Regions from separate parts of the Drosophila melanogaster genome. Here region 1 is linked to region 2. A link is a contact called in public Hi-C data. All regions are on one chromosome and are shown on one strand. The core of a region is the stretch at or near the end of the contact, and the rest is flanking DNA. Distances in the headings are between cores, read along the strand shown.

Region 1 (4,906 bases), core at 2,321-4,820, 380 kb before region 2:
AGCAATGAGCAATTGTCGCACATACCGCTCTCGAAGCTTACGCACCCACGGTCACTGGTGGCCATCTGGTGCACCAATTCGACGCTGCATCAGTTGGCCCTGGAGCAGCAGCTGCTGCCCAGTTGGAATCTCCGGTTGCTCCACAAGCTCCGATGGTACAAACTTAGCACAGACCATGAACTAATTGCTCCCCCGCAGTCGGATCTCACCCAGAAGCAGCCTTACGAGATGCTCTACGTGGCCTGTCGCTCCGATGCTTCTGAAAACTATGGAAAAGATATCCAACAGACCGAGCTGATCTTCAGCGTGCCCAGCATTGTGCATTCCCACAAGCCACCACTGCTGTCTTGGCTGAGGGAGCACCTCCTGTTGGATAAGGACCAGCTGGAACCAAACTGCCTGGAGCTGTTTGCCCGATATCTGCATCCCCACTTCACTTCAATTGGCTTAGAAGTGCTCAAACTGATGGACGAAAGGCTATATGAAGTCCGTAAAGTAGAACATTGCAACCAGGAGGAGGTAAATTAGCTACGCCTAATTATTGTATTTAATTTTTACAAGTACCTCATTAAATAAGGGATTTATAAGCAGCTATGAGTTTTAACAATTTTATTTGTGTACTGTTAATGAGAGCAAATGCATTTGAATTTTGTGTGTAGGCGGCCGGCGGATGGGTTTCCTTCTTCCAGAGAAGCCAACGATGCCTGGCTGAAGCTAAATGTTAAACATTTGGGGTGGCGTGTGTGGGATTTTGTTTTGTTTTTTCTTTTGAGTGTTAAATTAAGTATTAAAGGATAGTAAGCATTATTAATACACGTGGTTAATCGCAGGCTACTACTCCTGACCCTGGGCCATGGCCGCCGGATTGGTGGGCTCGTTGCCGCCGCGTTTCTTTGATCCAGAGACGATATCATCGATGCGCAGCAGCAGGATGGCCGTCTCCACGGCGGTCTTGTAGGTCTGAAGCTTGACGGCCAGCGGCTCCCAGATGTTCTTCACGTTCATGTCCACGATTTCGCCGGACTCGCCGTCGATGCCCCAGGCGCAGACACCATCGCCGGTGTGGGAGGCGTGCTTGGCGCGGAGAGCAGTCAGAGCACGGATCGTGTTGGCGCCGCAATTCTGAGCCAGTGTGCGCGGTATGATCTCTAGGGCGTGGGCCACCGCCGTGTATGGTCCCTTAACCTGCTTGCGCGTGAGCAGCTGGGAGGCAGCCATCTCAACGGCTCCGCCGCCAGCCACCAGGCGTGGCTCCAGCACCAAGTTGCGGGCCACGTGCAGGGCGTCCTGCAGGTTGCGCTCCGTTTCGTTCAAGATGTCCTTGCTGGCACCGCGCAGCAGGATGGTGCAGGCCTTGGGCTCCTTGCACTCCGTCACGAAAGTGAAGTACTCATCGCCGATCTTTTTGACTTCGAACAGTCCAGCTCCCGTGCCCACATCCTTCTCGGTTAGCTCCTCAGTGCGGTTCACGATGGTGGCACCACAGGCGCGGGCGATGCGCAGATTGTCAGTCTTACGCAGCCGACGGATGGCCGTGATGCCAGCCTTCAGCAAATAGTGCTGGGCGAGATCGGAGACACCCTTCTCAGTGAATACCAAATCCGGTTTCACGGCAATGATGTCGGCGCAGATGCGCTGCACAAACTCCTCCTCGATCTGCAGCATGCGGGTGAAGTCTTGCTCCCCGATTATCTCCACGTTGGTTTGGCTCTCGCCCTTCTTGTACTCCAGCGAGCAGTCAAGCAGCACGATGCGGGGATTCTCGATGAGGCGTCGCATCTTGGGATGCGTCACGTCTTTGTTGATCATCACGCCCTTAAGAACACACGACTCCTCGATGGCGCCACCCGGGATCTTCTCCACCTTGGCATAGCTGTGAAAGTAACAAAGTTAAAATTATTTATTCAAAAATAATATGCATAACAAATTTCGTTCTTACCGTTTAATGTCTACCTCCAGACGGCCGTTCTCACTTAGCGTCACTGTCTCGACTGCGTCCAGGGCAATCTTGACGGCAAGGTCGGACCACTTGCCAATGAACTTGGTGCCCACACAGGCCTTGACCACATCGGCCATCTTGGCCTTATCCTTGACGTCCAACTGGATGCTAAGCTGGGACTGCAGGTGGCCGACGATGTCCTCGAGGGCCTCGCGATAGGCGCGAATGATAACAGTGGGGTGGATCTGTTGCTGGAGGAAGGGCTCGGCGGCGGCCAGCATCTCGCCGGCCAGGACGATGACCGATGTGGTACCATCGCCAACCTCCTCGTCTTGTGTGCGAGCAATTTCAATCATGCTCTTGGCCGCCGGGTGCTGCACAGTGATCTCACGCAGGATGGCGTTGCCATCGTTGGTCATCACGATGCCGCCCATTGGGTCCATCAGCATCTTCAGCATGGCCTGTGGCCCCAGACATGTGCGTATCACATCGGCGATGGCCTGGAAAAAGACGTTTTAATCAACAGATGGTCGGAAAACGCGAGAACACAAAAACCCAAGACCCAGACATGTGAGTCACGCATACCTTTCCGGCTTGGATGTTCTCCAACTGCACTTTGCGGCCCGATTCTCTCTTTGTGTTTTGACCTGTCGGCGGGTAATTCGATTGCAATTGGGCTCTACGACGTGCAAATTTCATACTCACTCAACACGAGTATTGGCTGCTGTCCACCGAACATCTTTCTGGCTGTTTAATTTATTTCTGCGTGAAAACAATTGAACTCGTGCTGGCGCTGCCGCTGTTTGAAAGAGAATGAGTGAGGTTAGAACCGCCGATGACACATTATTCGAGAAGGTTCGATAGGATATTGAGCGGACCGGCTTGTTAGTTACTTCTGCCAGTTCCTTCTTCTAGTTTCTTTTCTTTCCTCACTTACTGCTAACTGACTTTTGCGATCGCTTATAAGTTTAATTCAAATTCTCCACAATTCGAAGCAGCAGCTCTCTTAAGAATCGATATCGAGAAACAGTATACTTACACTATGCAGCTTTTGTTATCGATGTCACAGAATTACATTCGTCATAACTGCGATTTTTTGAAGGCGCCTAACTTGGTTTTAAATTTTCCACCCTGAGGTTTAAGCGAAATCAAAACATTAAACTTGTAACAATAAATAATATTTTCTACGGTGTAAGTGATACTGGAAATTAATTTATATTACGAATGGATTTTAAATTTATGTTATATAGCATATTTCTATCACATCATAATTAAAATGTGGAAATTTTGAAGCCTAAAAAGCCTAACCAACTAAACTCAAAAGAAGTTAAAATATAATTTATGAAAATTGTATCACCTTCGAAAAAGAAAATGTTGGAGGATATTCTGAATATAACGGGGGAAAAGTGATTACTTGGAATGATGAGTTACATAAACAGCGTCGAACTTTTTAATATTTGAAGATCCTGTGCTGTATTCAATAAAACTGCTCAAAACGTATTAAATGGATTTCATGGTAGTTTTTATATATAAATGGAAAAACAAATAAGTTTTGCAAATACTTTAAAAGTGTAGTGTAAGCGTTTCATAAATTAAATAAATTATCGATATCGATAACAAACCGCGAGTCAGCTGTGGCCTGTTTGTTTACGATACATTTCGGCTTCAATTTGTTTTTAATAGTTATTAATTTTTTAACTAGACAACATGGAGGCCAAGAAGATATCTTTTGGCTTTAGTAAATTGTCCAAGAAACCAAACATTCTGCCCAGCAAGCAGCCGAAAGAGGAAAGCAAGGTGGAGTTGATAAAATGCTTGGAAGGAAACGAAATCATGCCAGTCGAGTAAGTTAAAATATCTTGAAATAGTTTTATACTCATATGTAATATTTAGCGAAAAGGTGGAAGCTGCTCCTCTTACCATCAAAATGATAGGCATGCAGAAGACTTCGTCCGCTTTGGCGAGTCTGATGAGGAGGCGGGCAGTTCTGCTGGGCGAGGAGGAACCGGATCCAGAGGAGGTGACTCCAGTGGCTCAGTCTATAGCAGAGGTCACCGCAGGCGGTCCAACGGAGAGTCTGGAACAGAGAGCAGCTCGGGAATTGATATCTGCCATCCAAAATAACGGTGCCGAAGGCCTAGATGACCAGAAACTTGTCCTGCCCGCCCTAAGCGCAGACGAACTGCCTCTCGATGGTGCCAAGGAGGCAACACTAGATGACTATGACAACATACCGATACAACAATTTGGCCTAGCCATGCTGCGCGGCATGGGCTGGGTTGATCCACCGCCAAAAAAGAAGGGCTCAGGACCCATCGATGATGCCCCCTTTCTGCGACCCAAAGGCATGGGCCTGGGAGCAGATAAGGCGCTCAAACCTAAAGCTCTACTGGTCCAGCCGGAGAAGAACGAGGTACTGGAGATTAAGAAGCAGGCGTACGTGCGCATTCTGGGCGGAAAGCAGAAGGATCAGTATGGCCAAATCCAAGGTTTTGATGACCATGCAGGGCGAGTAATTGTCAAAATGGCAATTGGAGGGGCCAAAGAGGCGTTCAACGAGTTCCTTTGTCAGCCCGTATCCCGCAAGGAGTACTCTCAGTATGGCAAGTGCATAAGTAAGTGGAGCCTGGAAAATGCAAATCCTTTATATTTGTGACATTTTTATATTTCTTTTACATTTACTTTCAGACACTGCCAAATACGAAGAATTCAAAAAAAATGAAAACGAGCATGGCCAGATTATTGTGAAGCAGGAAAATCCGTCAGGAAGAAGGGACAGAGACCGCAGGGAAGAAATTAGATCAGACCGGGATGAAGCTCAAAATCAAAAGAGTTCGAAGCCAGGGGACCAGAGATCTAGTAAAGAAGACTATCGCATGAAATGCAAGGAAGAAGATAAAAGGTCTTACAAATATGAAGACAAAAAAACGTACAAAGACGAACATCGCAGGACGTACAAAGACGAGC
Region 2 (4,859 bases), core at 1,348-3,847:
GTCTTAAAGAAGCGATTATACGAAACTCAGAAAAATACTTCATTTTACATTCAAATTAATTCCTATTAAGCCGTACACTAAGCATTGTTTAAGGAAATGATTATGTTTCTTTTATATATATATATACTACAGTCCCAGCTTAAATTCGGCGTTCTCCGTGCCATTTTAACTACGTACGGATTCCTCCTTAACATTGGGCGTAATACTGGCCCCCGTCGTAACTGTGTCTTTGTCCTTGGTACCAAAATCCGGATACAGCTTGGCCACTTGACCCAACGGAGTGCAAAGGCGTCCCGAGAAATCCAATCGTTTGTTGGACTGGCTTCGCTCTGCTGAGGATATAATATCTAGCAGGGATCTGGGGACAAATATTGCGCGAATTAAGGACTCTATCAAGAAATACATACATACGACATACCTTTGCCCACAACTAGACATGCGACGCTTGCTCGCCTTGAGAAGGCTATTGGAGCTGCTGCTGCCACTAGCACCGACGCTACTGATGGGCTCCAGCCGTTCGGGAGAGAGTGGGGATTCCGTGTAGGTGCGCAGGAGACTTGCTCCAGGTTCCGACTTCAGCGGGGCATCGCCGTATGCGGCTCGCAAACTCTGTAGGCTTTCCAGCAGATTTTTATGGTGCATTGTGGTGGCATTTAGTTGAATTAATTGCTCCAGTTCCCTGTACAGCAAGCGGTACTGGTCTTTGGCCTTGGAAAGCTTTAGTCTGAAATGAGTTAATTAAATATAAAAAATTGAAAATATATAAAAGATATCTATAAATTGCTTACCTTGCTCCATTGGTGTGGGTAAATGGTAGGACATCGCCACGCGAGGCGCTTTTGTACAGCTCGTGAATGTGCTGCTGGCACCGCACCTCGTCCTGCTTATCCATGTCTTCCTTCACTAAAAGATGGAGAAAATGCGGAAGCCAACTGATGTGTCGCTGTAGATGGAACAGAATCGAAGAGCTGGTGGTCAGGGGGAAGTAGCGAGGCAACCGGCGCGTCAAGGGCGGAGCAGATGGATCCTTAACCTTGAGCGGAACCACGCGCGACATCTTGATCAGTTGACCAAGTTCGGCGGTGCGATAGTCCGAGACACGTCCTCCGGGGCCATCAGTAATTGATGGAGCCTCATCCATGCAGGAGCGCGTGATGCACAGGGAGTGCACAAAGATCTCGCCACCGCGTGCAGAAAGCATATGGCTGGTGGCCTTTGAGCCGGTCTTGCGCGGCATTTCCAGCAAGACTGAACGTCCGTTAAGCAGAAAGTTAATCAAGCAAGAACTGGGCCGCGAGGTGACGTCCACCGGTGTCACGAGGAACTGACCCAGACAGGGCTGTAGATCTGCAGAGCCGCAACCGCGCGGTGTGCACCACTTAAGAGTCACTGTTTCGTATGTGGCACCTTGCTTGATGCTCGTGGGTAGACTGAAATCTGGGCCACAGGTGATGGAGTGGGCCCTTCGGCTGTGCAGGATTTCCACATCGTAGTTGGCGCTGGAGTTGGCGTTCTGCTCCTCTTTCATGGGTATGTTAGTCACCGTGGTACTAGCTAGGTCGTAATGGTTCAGTATGAGGTGCGTCAGCTTATAGGAAATATCCGGGGCACTGACTGTGTGGATCTCGACATCAAGCAGCGGCGATATCTTGAGCAGGCTGCGATTGGTAACCAACGATTCAACGCCCAGCGGCACAATGTTGAGGATAACTAGGTGGCAATGGTCGATGACCAGTCCCTTCTTGGAGGGCGGAGCTGCTAGGGTGTTCTGCTGCACCAGCACGGTGTTAAAGATGTCCTCCAGGCTTTTCATGCTGGTATTGTCACGCGCTGAAGTTATGCAGATGACGCGACCCTTGTTGGGAATGCGCGGCAGTTCGTCGGTCCCAAAGTCGGCCATTGCCGCCAACTGCTCATCGGTGGGCTCCGCCAGCGCTTCGATGGCGGCCCGCAGGCCATGGATTACCGAGTAGTCAGAAGATGTGGGTACGTTGCGCGACGGCACGCCCACAATTAGCATTGCGTTCATCACGTGCGCCATATTTTGCGTGCTGGGCCTCCAGGTGTTCACGATATGCGCCGCCGTGTCCGAGACAATAAACCGCACATGCTTTTTGCCGGGAAAGAGATCCCAGACCACGCGGCAGTACTCGATGGAGGATTCGCAGGCGCATGTCCACAGGCTCTTGCTGAATTGGGATCCACCGCTGCCGGTTGCATTTCCCGCCGCTCCTGTTGCGCCGCCGTCTGCAGATGGTTTTCCCTTTAGGAAGTCCATCGAGATGTACTCCTCGCTGGCGATGCTAAAGTATCGGGTGTGGTCCAGCACAAAGATGGTCTTCTGGTTGCGTTCGAACATGGTGGACTCGTGGACAACTTAAATTGCCGGGAAATCAAACAAACGCAAACGTTGAATCCTAATTGTTTACAATCTTTGTTCACCACGAACAGCTGTTTTCGAATTCCAAATTCACCACAGCTAATTTTTTTTTATTTTTTTAAATTTACTAAACTGTGTTAAAAAGCTCTTTTCTCAAATTCAACAAAAAAGCACACATTTAAAAAAAATATATCGATGTATTTATAACTTCATTTCAATTTGTCCGTCTCCAATTTACCGAATCTGGCAGCGCTGCTCAGTAGTAAGAATCACGTTGTTAAGCGAAAGCTGTCTAAATTTCATAATATTTTCTAGATTGTTTTTTTTTCCCATACACTGAGTGAAAAGCGCGAGAAGCGCAAGCCAACATATTAGGAAAATGTCGTGGCTTTTGGGCAGGAACCGCCAACAGCCTCAGCCGGATCAGACCGCCGGCTTTTCGGAAGGAGGAGGAGCTGCCGATCCGGAGGGCAGGACGGCCGGCGAGAAGTCCGGGGATTCGCAACTGAGCCGGGCGGAGCGCAAGGCCATGGAAGCGTACCGCTTCGATTCGTCGGCGCTGGAACGTGCAGCGGATGCTGCCAAAACCCTGGAGCGCTCAAGTAAGAACAAAATTTCATCAGCCAATTGCATAACCGGCATGCGCCACGCTATCACAACGTGCGTATGCGTCAGAGTCCATGTCCATAACCCATGTTAATCTTGTGCAGAACACGCCCGGGAGGCCCTCGAGCTGTCCAAGATGCAGGAGGCCACCCGCCAAACGGAGTACAACACCAAGGTCAAGGAGTACGAAGCCCATATCGAGCAGGCCAAGGTCGAGCAGAAGCGCATCGACCACGAGGAGCGCCGCAAAACTCTCATCGAGGAGACCAAGCAGCAGCAGCAGCGTGCCCAATACCAGGATCAGCTGTCCCGCAAGCGGTATGAGGATCAGCTGTTGCAGCAGCAGCGCGTACAGGAGGAAAACCTGCGCAAGCAGGAGGAGAGCGTCCAGCGTCAAGAGGCCATGCGGCGCCAGACCATCGAGCACGAGATCGAGATGAAGGAGAAGAACCGGCTTAAGCTTCTAGAACACGAACTGCGCGCCAAGGCACGAGTGGATCGCGAGAACCGGGATATTAATTTGGAGAAGATCCGTCTCAAGGCGCAGGAGCATCGAACAACCGTACTGGAGGGCATCAAGTGAGTGATACCCCAAACTAGGCAGGATGAAATAACTGATTTTGTGTTACTTATTCACAGAACCGCTGGTACTGTTATCGGTGCCGGTGCTGAGGCTATGCTTACCGACTGGGACAAGGTGCTGACCGCCGCCGGAGGACTTTCGTTGTTGGCCCTGGGTGTGTACACGGCCAAGGGCGCCACTGGAGTGGTCTCTCGATATGTGGAGGCGCGCATTGGTAAACCTACGTTAGTTGGCGAGACGTCGCGCTTTGCTTTTCTGGACGCCCTTAAGAACCCGCTGCACTACCTGAAGAGGCTGCGCGCCAAGCCGACCGATGCGCTGCAGGGCGTTGTGCTAAATCCGAAGCTGGAGGAACGGCTTCGTGACATTGCCATCGCCACAAAGAACACACGTATCAACAAGGGCATGTACAGGAATGTTTTGATGCACGGGCCGCCAGGAACGGGCAAGACCATGTTCGCCAAGAAGCTGGCCGAACACTCTGGCATGGACTTTGCCATCATGACCGGTGGCGATGTGGCGCCCATGGGCAAGGAGGGCGTAACCGCCATCCACAAGGTGTTCGACTGGTCGCACACCTCACGCCGCGGACTTCTGCTCTTTGTGGACGAGGCGGATGCATTCTTACGCAAACGTTCTTCTGAGAAGATCTCGGAGGATCTGCGTGCCGCCCTCAACGCCTTCCTGTACCGCACTTCCGAGCAGAATCCCAAGTTCATGCTTGTGTTGGCCTCCAACACTCCCGAGCAGTTTGATTATGCCATCAACGATCGTCTGGATGAAATGGTGGAGTTCACGCTGCCTGGCCTGGAGGAACGGGAACGCCTCTTGCGCTTGTACTTCGACAAATATGTGCTGCAGCCTGCCGCTGCGGGTGCCAAGTGAGTATTGCAAGAGCTCTTGCAGTTGGAACATTTTTTGATAATTGTTCACAACCATTTATAATCTTCTAGGCGGTTCAAACTGGACACCTTTGATTACGGAAAGACGTGTTCGAAGATGGCCGCTCTGTGCGAGGGTATGTCGGGTCGAGAAATCTCCAAGCTGGGCGTGTCCTGGCAGGCGGCAGTCTATGCCTCCGAGGATGGTCTGCTCACCGAGAAGATGGTCCTGGACAGGTGCTACTCCGCTGCTCAGCAGCATAAGCAGAAGGTGGGTTTGAAAATGTGTATTAACTTATGTGCTTTGGTAACCTTCAATCATGTATCCTTTGCAGATGGCCTGGCTTTCGGATCAGGAGCGTGCTGATCACAAATCCATCACAGGCACAGCTGCCCCACCCCTCACCCT

Evidence for each region. Hi-C and Micro-C count contacts between places; a contact is called where the count stands out from the background.
Region 1: a Hi-C map of the Kc167 cell line shows a contact between it and region 2, with 4 times the contacts expected there. A contact is called at or near these places in 36 of 107 Hi-C or Micro-C datasets (the D17-c3 cell line, the Kc167 cell line, the ML-DmBG3-c2 cell line and 13 more) and 1 of 7 datasets of targeted methods (the Kc167 cell line).

Annotation. Positions count from the first base shown.
Region 1 is chr3R:16,645,668-16,650,573 of dm6, reverse strand. CG10324 reads left to right here and starts at 3,570. Exons shown (of 3, transcript NM_142314.3): 1 at 3,570-3,783; 2 at 3,833-4,554; 3 at 4,628-4,906. The coding sequence starts at 3,647. CCT3 (Chaperonin containing TCP1 subunit 3) reads right to left here and starts at 2,969. Exons shown (of 4, transcript NM_169727.2): 1 at 2,645-2,969; 2 at 2,525-2,586; 3 at 1,940-2,439; 4 at 596-1,873. The coding sequence starts at 2,678. The coding sequence ends at 835. It overlaps Mettl4 (Methyltransferase like 4), which reads left to right. Exons shown (of 1, transcript NM_142316.2): 1 at 1-593. The coding sequence ends at 528.
Region 2 is chr3R:16,261,853-16,266,711 of dm6, reverse strand. It overlaps bor (belphegor), which reads left to right and starts at 2,597. Exons shown (of 6, transcript NM_001260206.1): 1 at 2,597-2,642; 2 at 2,696-2,982; 3 at 3,091-3,565; 4 at 3,626-4,450; 5 at 4,523-4,721; 6 at 4,786-4,859. The coding sequence starts at 2,760. asun (asunder) reads right to left here and starts at 2,441. Exons shown (of 3, transcript NM_079655.4): 1 at 789-2,441; 2 at 419-724; 3 at 1-358. The coding sequence starts at 2,359. The coding sequence ends at 166.